Linked DNA regions of Mus musculus: all the other regions are linked to region 1. A link is a contact called in public Hi-C and HiChIP or PLAC-seq data. All regions are on one chromosome and are shown on one strand. The core of a region is the stretch at or near the end of the contact, and the rest is flanking DNA. Distances in the headings are between cores, read along the strand shown. Region 1 overlaps Nlk (nemo like kinase). Region 2 has its middle 34 kb from the start of Lyrm9. Region 3 has its middle 20 kb from the start of Ccnq.

Region 1 (2,574 bases), core at 51-2,550:
CACAGTGTACTCACATATAATAAATAAATATTTTAAAAAAGACAATGGATTCCAGGGTAATTTTTGGGCTGCAGTAAAATAGGGGGGGGGTGTTATTGGCCCTTAGCAGGAAAACAGAAAAAAAAAATTAGATTATTTGAACTCTAAGCCAAGCCTTTGATGAGAAGTCAAAGTTCCTGTAAGTTTGGAAGTCATTAGATGATAAAATAAATAAAGGCGGGCTGGGGATTTCCTCTAGAAACACAGTGCTTGCTTAGACAGTGTTAAGGCCCTGGGGTTCTGTCCCCAGCAGTGGCAGGAGTCAGAGAAGGATGGTTACCACAGCTAACTTCTTGGGCTTGAGGTGTTTGTCAGTGATGTCATGAGCTACTCAGGGGGCTGAGGCAGCAGGACCCCAATTTTGAGGCCTTCCTGTGCTGCAGAGTAAGCTCAAGCCCAGACTGTATAACTCAGTGAGACTGTCTCAAAATAAAGAGAGCTGGGGGAACAGCTCTGTAGAAGAGCACATACAAGGCCATGGCTCAATCTCCAGGATTCAACAAACAGAAAGGAGGAAAGAGAAAAAGGAGTAAGCAAATATCAGTCTTTACTTTCTATCAAATGAAATGTCACATATAGGGTATTAGTGCTACATGCTCCTATTTCTCTGCAAGAGACATTTACATATCATTTTTAGAAAACCCCTCCATCTCCAGCTGCAGGGCATCTGCCACTCAAGTCTTCTGACCTCAAAGCAACAGTACCCATGTGCATATGCTCCTCCAGACACAAAAGGATGCACACGATTACGTACAAATGATCTTTAAAAATCAGGTAAGCTCAGTGGTTAAGAGCACTGATTGCTCTTCCTAAGGTCCTGAGTTCAAATCCCAGAAACCACATGGTAGCTCACAACCATCCATAATGAGATCTGACGCCCTCTTCTGGGGTGTCTGAAGACAGCTACAGTGTACTTACATATAATAAATAAATAAATCTTTTTAAAAATTCATGTAAACAGATCACCTGTAATGGAGCTATAAACTCAACCCCAATGACAGGACATTCTTTAGAATAATGCATACTAGCCTGGCGGTGGTGGCGCACGCCTTTAATCCCAGCACTTGGGAGGCAGAGGCAGGCGGATTTCTGAGTTCAAGGCCAGCCTGGTCTACAAAGTGAGTTCCAGAACAGCCACGGCTACACAGAGAAACCCTGTCTCAAAAAAACAACAACAAAAAACCAGAATAATGCACACTAAGTGTCAGCAGCGGAGCTGTGGGTGACAGTGACGAAACACCACTTCCTGCCAGAATGCCACAAAGGCTGCTTAGGACAGCAACACAGCAGCAGAGACAAAACAGGGTCAGAGAAGCTTCTGGGGACAAGGAAATGAAGTGGGCCAGAGTGGGAGAGGAAGGAGGAGGGGTGTCAGAAGTAAAAACAGGTCTGGATAATTTACTCTGATAGAAAAGATTATGAGAAGATTAGAAAATTAATCTAGAGCCTCAACAGTAAGTAAGCCTCCCTTGACCTCTTCCTTCAATTAAAACAAATGTGAACTATGATCAATATTTACTTAACCCATCCCTAGAATGTTACATCTACTTTAGGAAGTAATTTAAGAACTCACGATAATCAGCTTCATGCCAGAAATCCTGACTGCCCCAACTGTCAAAGACAATCCTGCAGAAAACAGGCAACACAATCACCACAGAAACAAACGCTGACATCAAATTCTGACCTTCTATTAACAGTAAGATGATTGGGTACTTTTCTGTTTTTAGGAAGTCATGATTACTCAAGCAGTTTCAGAGGCGCAGGACTGATGCCAAGAGCATCTTTGTTTAACCATCATCATTAGCATTGATAAATACTGACTGGGTACCAAGTGGGTGTAGAGAGCATGCTAGCTCAATGACAGAGAAAGAGGATGGAGGCATGCACAGCAAACATTCAAGGGACTGAGGAGAGACTGGCACTGTATACATACAAGAATGACACGGCAAGGACAACAAGGGAATTGGCCAAAAGGGAGAACAGTTGCTACAGTCTTCACAGTTTGCTTTGCACCTCAGTTTACTTTGTTTTATCTATTCCCACTAGCTCAGAGAAGTTAGCCCTATCTTCAAAATCATTCCATAGAGACGCAGTGGGTCTAGAAGGGTAAACGAATGAGTCAGAGGTCACACTAGCTCGAAACAGACCTCTGGTGCCAGAGCCCAGTCCTTGTTTTCAACTATACCCTGTTTGTTAAAAAATGAAGCAAACCCACATGACAAACTAAGAACAAAATAATTACACTTCAGAAGGGAAAAAGGCTTCAAAACTGATTTTTGAAAATGAGAAGCTGAACAGACTTAGCTGGTGGGAAGGTGCTGTGATGCAGATCCCAAATGATCAGGGTTACAATCTTGACTCTGTCATTTACCAGCTTGGTAACATTAGGCAAGTTATGTAACTTTCCTGTGCTTATAAAATAGGCATGATGAGGTTCTTGCCAGGATTTAAGCAACTGTGTTGAGAATCACACAGTGTCTGGCACAAAGGGGAAAGGAATGAGGTGGCAGCCATCATTATCATCCTTACAAGGAG
Region 2 (2,574 bases), core at 52-2,551, 190 kb after region 1:
CTGAACTACTTCCCTATCCCCAAAGTTATGCAAAAACAAAAAAAAAACCCAAAACAAACAAACAAACAAAACCCAACAGCAACAACAACAAACAAAAAACCCTAGATATCACAAAGAACAGGAAGCTGATGGGGGAGGGAAGAAGGAGAAAATAACAAAAACTCCAGGCCTTGCTCTGGACTGCCTCAGAACAATTCAGAAAGTACATCACCAGTCTGGTTTAGACTGGTTGTGAGTCTGTTGCAATGACCTCCCATGCTTGGCAAGCCTCCAGTGGCTGAGAAAGTAATATGCCACGGGCCAAGTTCCATAATTTATCGAGGGGAAGGCTGGCTCTGCAGTTGGCACCCCTTCAGCTAGCCAGCTTTCATGGATACAACACATCCGATGGATCTGGCTCAATAAATTCAGGTCCATAAAGTCTGAAGTCTGTGCCTTTTCCAGTAACACAGAGTCTCTGTCCCCACAAATGCAGACGCTGTTCCCTCTCACAGATCCTTTCCCTGGATTCCCTGTTCCCAAGATTTCCAATCACTGCCCAGAAAGGTTCCTGGGAACCTTCACCTGCCTCACAACCCTCTGGGGCCCCCAGAGTAGTTCAAAAAGACTCTGGGGGAGGTCCCTGAGGAGACCCAACCAGATCTTTCCTGAATCTTCCTTTTCTCTGGCGGTTGGAGATGCCCTGCCAGTTGGAGATGCTGAGCGGCAGGGGCTGGAGGGGAAGGTGGAGGTTCCCTTTTAGACACCTGGTCCTTTCACCTATTGTTCGGCTTGGGCTGGCAGCTCCCTGCCGCCTAATCACCCTCTGCTCATTAACAAGCTGTACTCATTTGCATGTCTAAATATCCCTGTACTTAGAGCACAGCCCATTAGTCGCCTCCTTATATCTAACAATACAGGGAAAGGGCATTGAGGGGGCAGATAGGAAAGGTGGCTCCCACATGCCAGTCTCTGGTCCTGGAAGCCCACCTGAAGGCCAGGTATCCTGTCCTGTTTCATCTCTCTTAAAACCTGCCCATTCTTACAGACTGAGCGTTGCTATTTTGGAGTGACTGCCTCCTCCTCCTCCTCCATTTGGAAAATCTGTGGCTCTTTCCCAGTTTATCTCACTTATTCTTATTTTCTTGTCTTTCCTAGCTCTACTGGGAGGACACAGTAGCCCCTCAAACCACAAGCAAACAAGCTCCCCCCCCCCTCCAGAGCCCACAGCCTTCCGCATCCACCAGCTTTATGCAAATGTCCCAGCACGCCCACCCTCTTTGCACAAGCACGGAAACGGGAACTTTCTATGTATAGATCGCCAGTGACGGTTCATTTTTATACAGTTGGAGAAGCGTGAAAAGTCACCGGCTTGGATAGTGCCGTCCTAAATCAGCACAGACCACGGTGGCACCTGCAGTTAATGAATCCACTCACTGACCCCACGACCCTCGGCTGAGCATTTACAGGAAAGAATACTGCTCTTACGATCCCTCCGGCTTTGGAGGAATTGGGCACCAGCTTCCTGGAAAAATACCCAGGAAAAATACCCATAAAACAACAGACTCAAGAGAGGACCAACCCTGAAAGATGGAACACCTGGACTGAAAGCTTGTGCCTGGCTTGATGGCAACACTTGCCGTACCAACAAACAAGAGCACCATAGCACAGAGAGGTTAAACGAGTTTATAAAGTCACACAGCTTATCAAATCTTGGTATGTGCAGAATTCAGACGTGGCCAGGCTGGTTCCACCTATGGTCACTTTGGAGGTTCCCGCGTGGCAGAGGCTCCCGAACAGTGGAGGCTCCCGCATGGTAGCTGAAATAACAGGATGCTAACTTTGTTCCTTGCTTGTTCACAGTTGCTCACACACACACACACCCCTCCCGCGCCTGCCCGGCATCCTGTTCTTCTTTAAAGAATTCACTTCTGTAGGTGGCTGGGGTGGTTCGCCTTCCACGCTTAGCTTCTGCAACTGGTCTTTATTGGTTTAGACCAATTGGAATACCTGCTCACTGTCAGCCACCATGATTGGCTGCAGACAGGCAAGTGGCCACAAAATGTGACTTTAGTCTTCCCGAAGGAGTTCCTGAGAGAGAAACTCCCTCTTCAATGGACCAGTGAGGCTGTAAAAAGATGCCTGCTGGGCAGACCAAGTGAGAGCACTGTACAGAGTTTCAAAAGGAATCACTGGGACGCAAAACAGGCAGACAGAAATACAGCAAGTCCTTAGTGAAACTATGAGTTGCTGGATCAAGCTTTGCCTGAAACTAACAGTAATTCTAAACTTGCCAGTAGCCTGACACACAGTAGGGTCTCAATAAATATTTGTTGAATATACAAGTTTATGAAAATCCCTTTTTGATTTGTCCGCTTTGAGTTTCTATCACTGACTTATGAAATGAAAGATTCCTACTGGATATACGTCTACACACACATCAGAAACAAACTTGAGCCATGGTAGACACAGTGCATGCTGACAGAGGTTGGTCTTGTTAAAGCAACTCTCTGAAGGTGGGCTTCTGTCTTTACACGTGAGTGTATGCATGCCCACACCCACTCACACACAAGCATATATGATGTAGGTGTGTGC
Region 3 (2,574 bases), core at 38-2,537, 170 kb after region 1:
ATACAAAACAGGGCTCATTCCTAGAGACTGTTTCTCCACCCCCTTCCAGTGTGGCTTTTTTCATGTGTTCTTGTCTCCTCTCCCATATAACCAGGTATCTAGCAGCAAAGTCTACTCACAATGCAAGCCACTCAGCAACATCTAATACCGGCCATTGTTAATTAGCTTATGTATGAATTTGTTCCTGCTGATGGGTTTTTGTTTTATTTTGTGGTGGTAGAGGAGGAATTAAACAATTGGGCTTTTGTGTTTGTTTATTTCTTTGAGATCGGGTTTTTCTATGAAGCCCTGGCTTGACCTGGAACTCACTATGTAGACCAAACTGACCTAGAACTCACATAGACCCGCCTGCCTCTGCCTCCTGAAATGCTGGGATTAAAGGCGTGACTACCATGCCTGGCAACAATTGGGGTTTTACATGTTTTTAATGTTTACTTCTTTTGTATGTATAAGTGCTCCTGCCACGTTGTGATCGGAGAATGGCTATGGGACTTCTACTTTCCTTCCTCTGTGTGGGACTGGGAGTAGAACTCAGGTCTCCAGGGTTGGTAGTAAGTACCCTTATCCACTGTAAAGCCTGTTTAGTTTTGAGATGCCCTTGCTGTAAAACTTTGGTGGGCCTGGAATTCTGTATGTAGCCCAGGCTGGTCTGCCTCCGGAGCACTGGGATTACAGGGATGGGTCCTCATCTCTATTATTTTAGACACAAGCGTGCACACACATACGCTGTTAATCATGGACGACATTAGTCCAGGTCCTTTAGCAGAAAGATGTCCAGCCTGAGTGAATATACATCATAAGACATTACAAGGCTTTCTTACTTCACAGGTCTCTCCACCCTGACTTGACCCAGTCTGAGCCTCTTACATTTCTTCCTGGTTTTTATTCATCTCTCACTTGGGGCTTTGTGTTGGACAAAATGTACCAGTTAGGCTGGCTCTGTTTTCGGCGATGACAGGCAAAGGCTGGTGCCTCTCACATGACTTTGGCTGTTGGGGGATGGAGGCGGTGGTGGCTGCTGCTGCTTTAGGTGTCACCTGGGTGGGTGCAGTGGTGTTGAGACAGGTGGATTCTTTCACACGCCATGCGCTTGTGAAGGCGGTTCGTGCCGAAGTGTTTGCTTCATTGCCTTGCAAGCTGTCAGTTGCCTTCTCCCTGCAAAGCTGATTCCCCAGCAGGGATCCTGCTAAACACTGCCTTGGGTGCCTCCCTTCCAACCAAGCCTGTCTCAGATGGCTCTCACTCTCCAGTTCAGAGTCTCTTGTCTAGCCGGAAGCAGGCAGGCAGGCTGCTGTGGCTTCTCTGATAGTCAGGGAGACAGGAAGTGCCTGAAGGCAGAAGATCAACAGTTAGGACAGGAGCTGGCTCTCCGGATCAGAAGGGTAACCAGAGGGTGCCTCCAGGAAACTTTTCTTCATGGTCCCAGGCCACATGTGCTTGCAGCCCTCGTGGGACCACCTATGCCATAGGACCTATGGTGTGGGTGGCTAAAGGGGAGGCTGGTAATCTGAGGAGCATGGGGATGCCAAAGAGTATTCTCAAAGTCTGTTCCATAAACCATTGCTGCCACTGGACCTGCAAAGGCCTGTGTCTCAGGGTGAGCAGCCCCAGCAAGCTCACCTGTCGTCTTGCTTTGTTCAGGTTTGTAAAAGAGTCTGGGATTAAATAAACCAGGAAAACACTAAGTTAATAAAGGGAGACTATTTCTATAGTGACAGATCTCAAATCCATACTTTACTGGAGAACACTGTAAATCCTTAGACAGGTATCCAACCTATTGACATTGAGACCTTGTAGTGTCTTCAGTCTTGGTGGCAAAGCACCATTCCCTCACTGGGCCATCTCGAAGGGCTTCTGGGTTGGGATTCTGAGACTTCAGAGTTAGATGAGCTATTCCCTGAGGGCAGTGGACACAACACAAGGAGGGGGTGGCATTATGGGAAAGTCCTAAGGCTAGGGAAGAGGCTCAAGTATTCCTCTGTCTGTATGAATGAATACATTCTACTCTGCTTCCAGAGACCAAAGAGGCTGCTACACTTGAGGGGTAGAACTGAGCTAGGAGCTCAGGGCCTGGGGACCTAACTCTTGGGTTGAAGGTCAATGGCACAAGTTTTGGTGCCAGGTGAGGCTCCCAGCATCCCTGTTTGAACCTGAAAGTGGATGACTGTCTCTACGTGGCAAGAAGGGATCAACTGGTCTCCTCTTAGATAGGCTGGGGACAAGTACTTCCCGCATAAACAGAAGTCCATACACACTCACCTTCCCACCCACCCCTATGAACTTACTAAAAAGGGGTGACTTAGAAGTGAATTCTTTAAAAAAGCAAAGTTCCAGGAGGAAGCAGAATGTAATCTATGGAAATACACATGAGTGGACTACAGTGAGAAACAAGGAAAGGATCTGCCCGCTCCACCCCCATTCAATGAGGCAGAGATTAATCCCCTGAAATCAAGTGCGTAAATTATACATGGATGGGAACTGGCTAGGGGAATGAGGTGTCTGATAGGGTGCTGATGGAGATGAAAATGAGGCTTGAGAGATCAATTCTGCTCTTGAACCAGCTCCAAGTCCCAC

Evidence for each region. Hi-C and Micro-C count contacts between places; a contact is called where the count stands out from the background. HiChIP or PLAC-seq counts read pairs in DNA pulled down with a chosen protein or histone mark.
Region 2: a Hi-C map of bone marrow-derived macrophages shows a contact between it and region 1, with 25 read pairs. The contact joins two enhancer-like sites. A contact is called at or near these places in 3 of 484 Hi-C or Micro-C datasets (bone marrow-derived macrophages, double positive thymocytes and pancreatic cancer cells), 7 of 115 datasets of contacts at active chromatin or transcription factors (the 230-238 cell line, bone marrow-derived macrophages, embryonic basal ganglia and 3 more) and 1 of 9 other capture datasets (embryonic stem cells).
Region 3: a contact with region 1 is called in an H3K27ac HiChIP or PLAC-seq map of acute myeloid leukemia, with 2.5 times the contacts expected there. The contact joins two enhancer-like sites. A contact is called at or near these places in 7 of 484 Hi-C or Micro-C datasets (the Ba/F3 cell line, CD4 T cells, CD8 T cells and 4 more) and 4 of 115 datasets of contacts at active chromatin or transcription factors (acute myeloid leukemia, effector CD8 T cells, embryonic basal ganglia and 1 more).

What each region holds. Positions count from the first base shown.
Region 1 is chr11:78,598,946-78,601,519 of GRCm38.p6, forward strand. The region is part of intron 3 of Nlk (nemo like kinase); the gene reads right to left. Among named protein-coding and RNA genes, the nearest start is that of Tmem97, 49 kb to the left of the region's middle. Within about 2 kb of position 1,301, at least 86 of the 459 cell types and tissues checked have an H3K27ac peak or open chromatin away from gene starts, as enhancers often do. A contact at or near this core is called in CD8 T cells, acute myeloid leukemia, bone marrow-derived macrophages and 3 more, where this site is marked.
Region 2 is chr11:78,791,455-78,794,028 of GRCm38.p6, forward strand. No RefSeq gene overlaps it. Among named protein-coding and RNA genes, the nearest start is that of Lyrm9, 34 kb to the right of the region's middle. Within about 2 kb of position 1,302, at least 125 of the 459 cell types and tissues checked have an H3K27ac peak or open chromatin away from gene starts, as enhancers often do. A contact at or near this core is called in bone marrow-derived macrophages, double positive thymocytes and microglia, where this site is marked.
Region 3 is chr11:78,770,819-78,773,392 of GRCm38.p6, forward strand. No RefSeq gene overlaps it. Among named protein-coding and RNA genes, the nearest start is that of Ccnq, 20 kb to the left of the region's middle. Within about 2 kb of position 1,288, at least 82 of the 459 cell types and tissues checked have an H3K27ac peak or open chromatin away from gene starts, as enhancers often do. A contact at or near this core is called in CD8 T cells, acute myeloid leukemia and effector CD8 T cells, where this site is marked.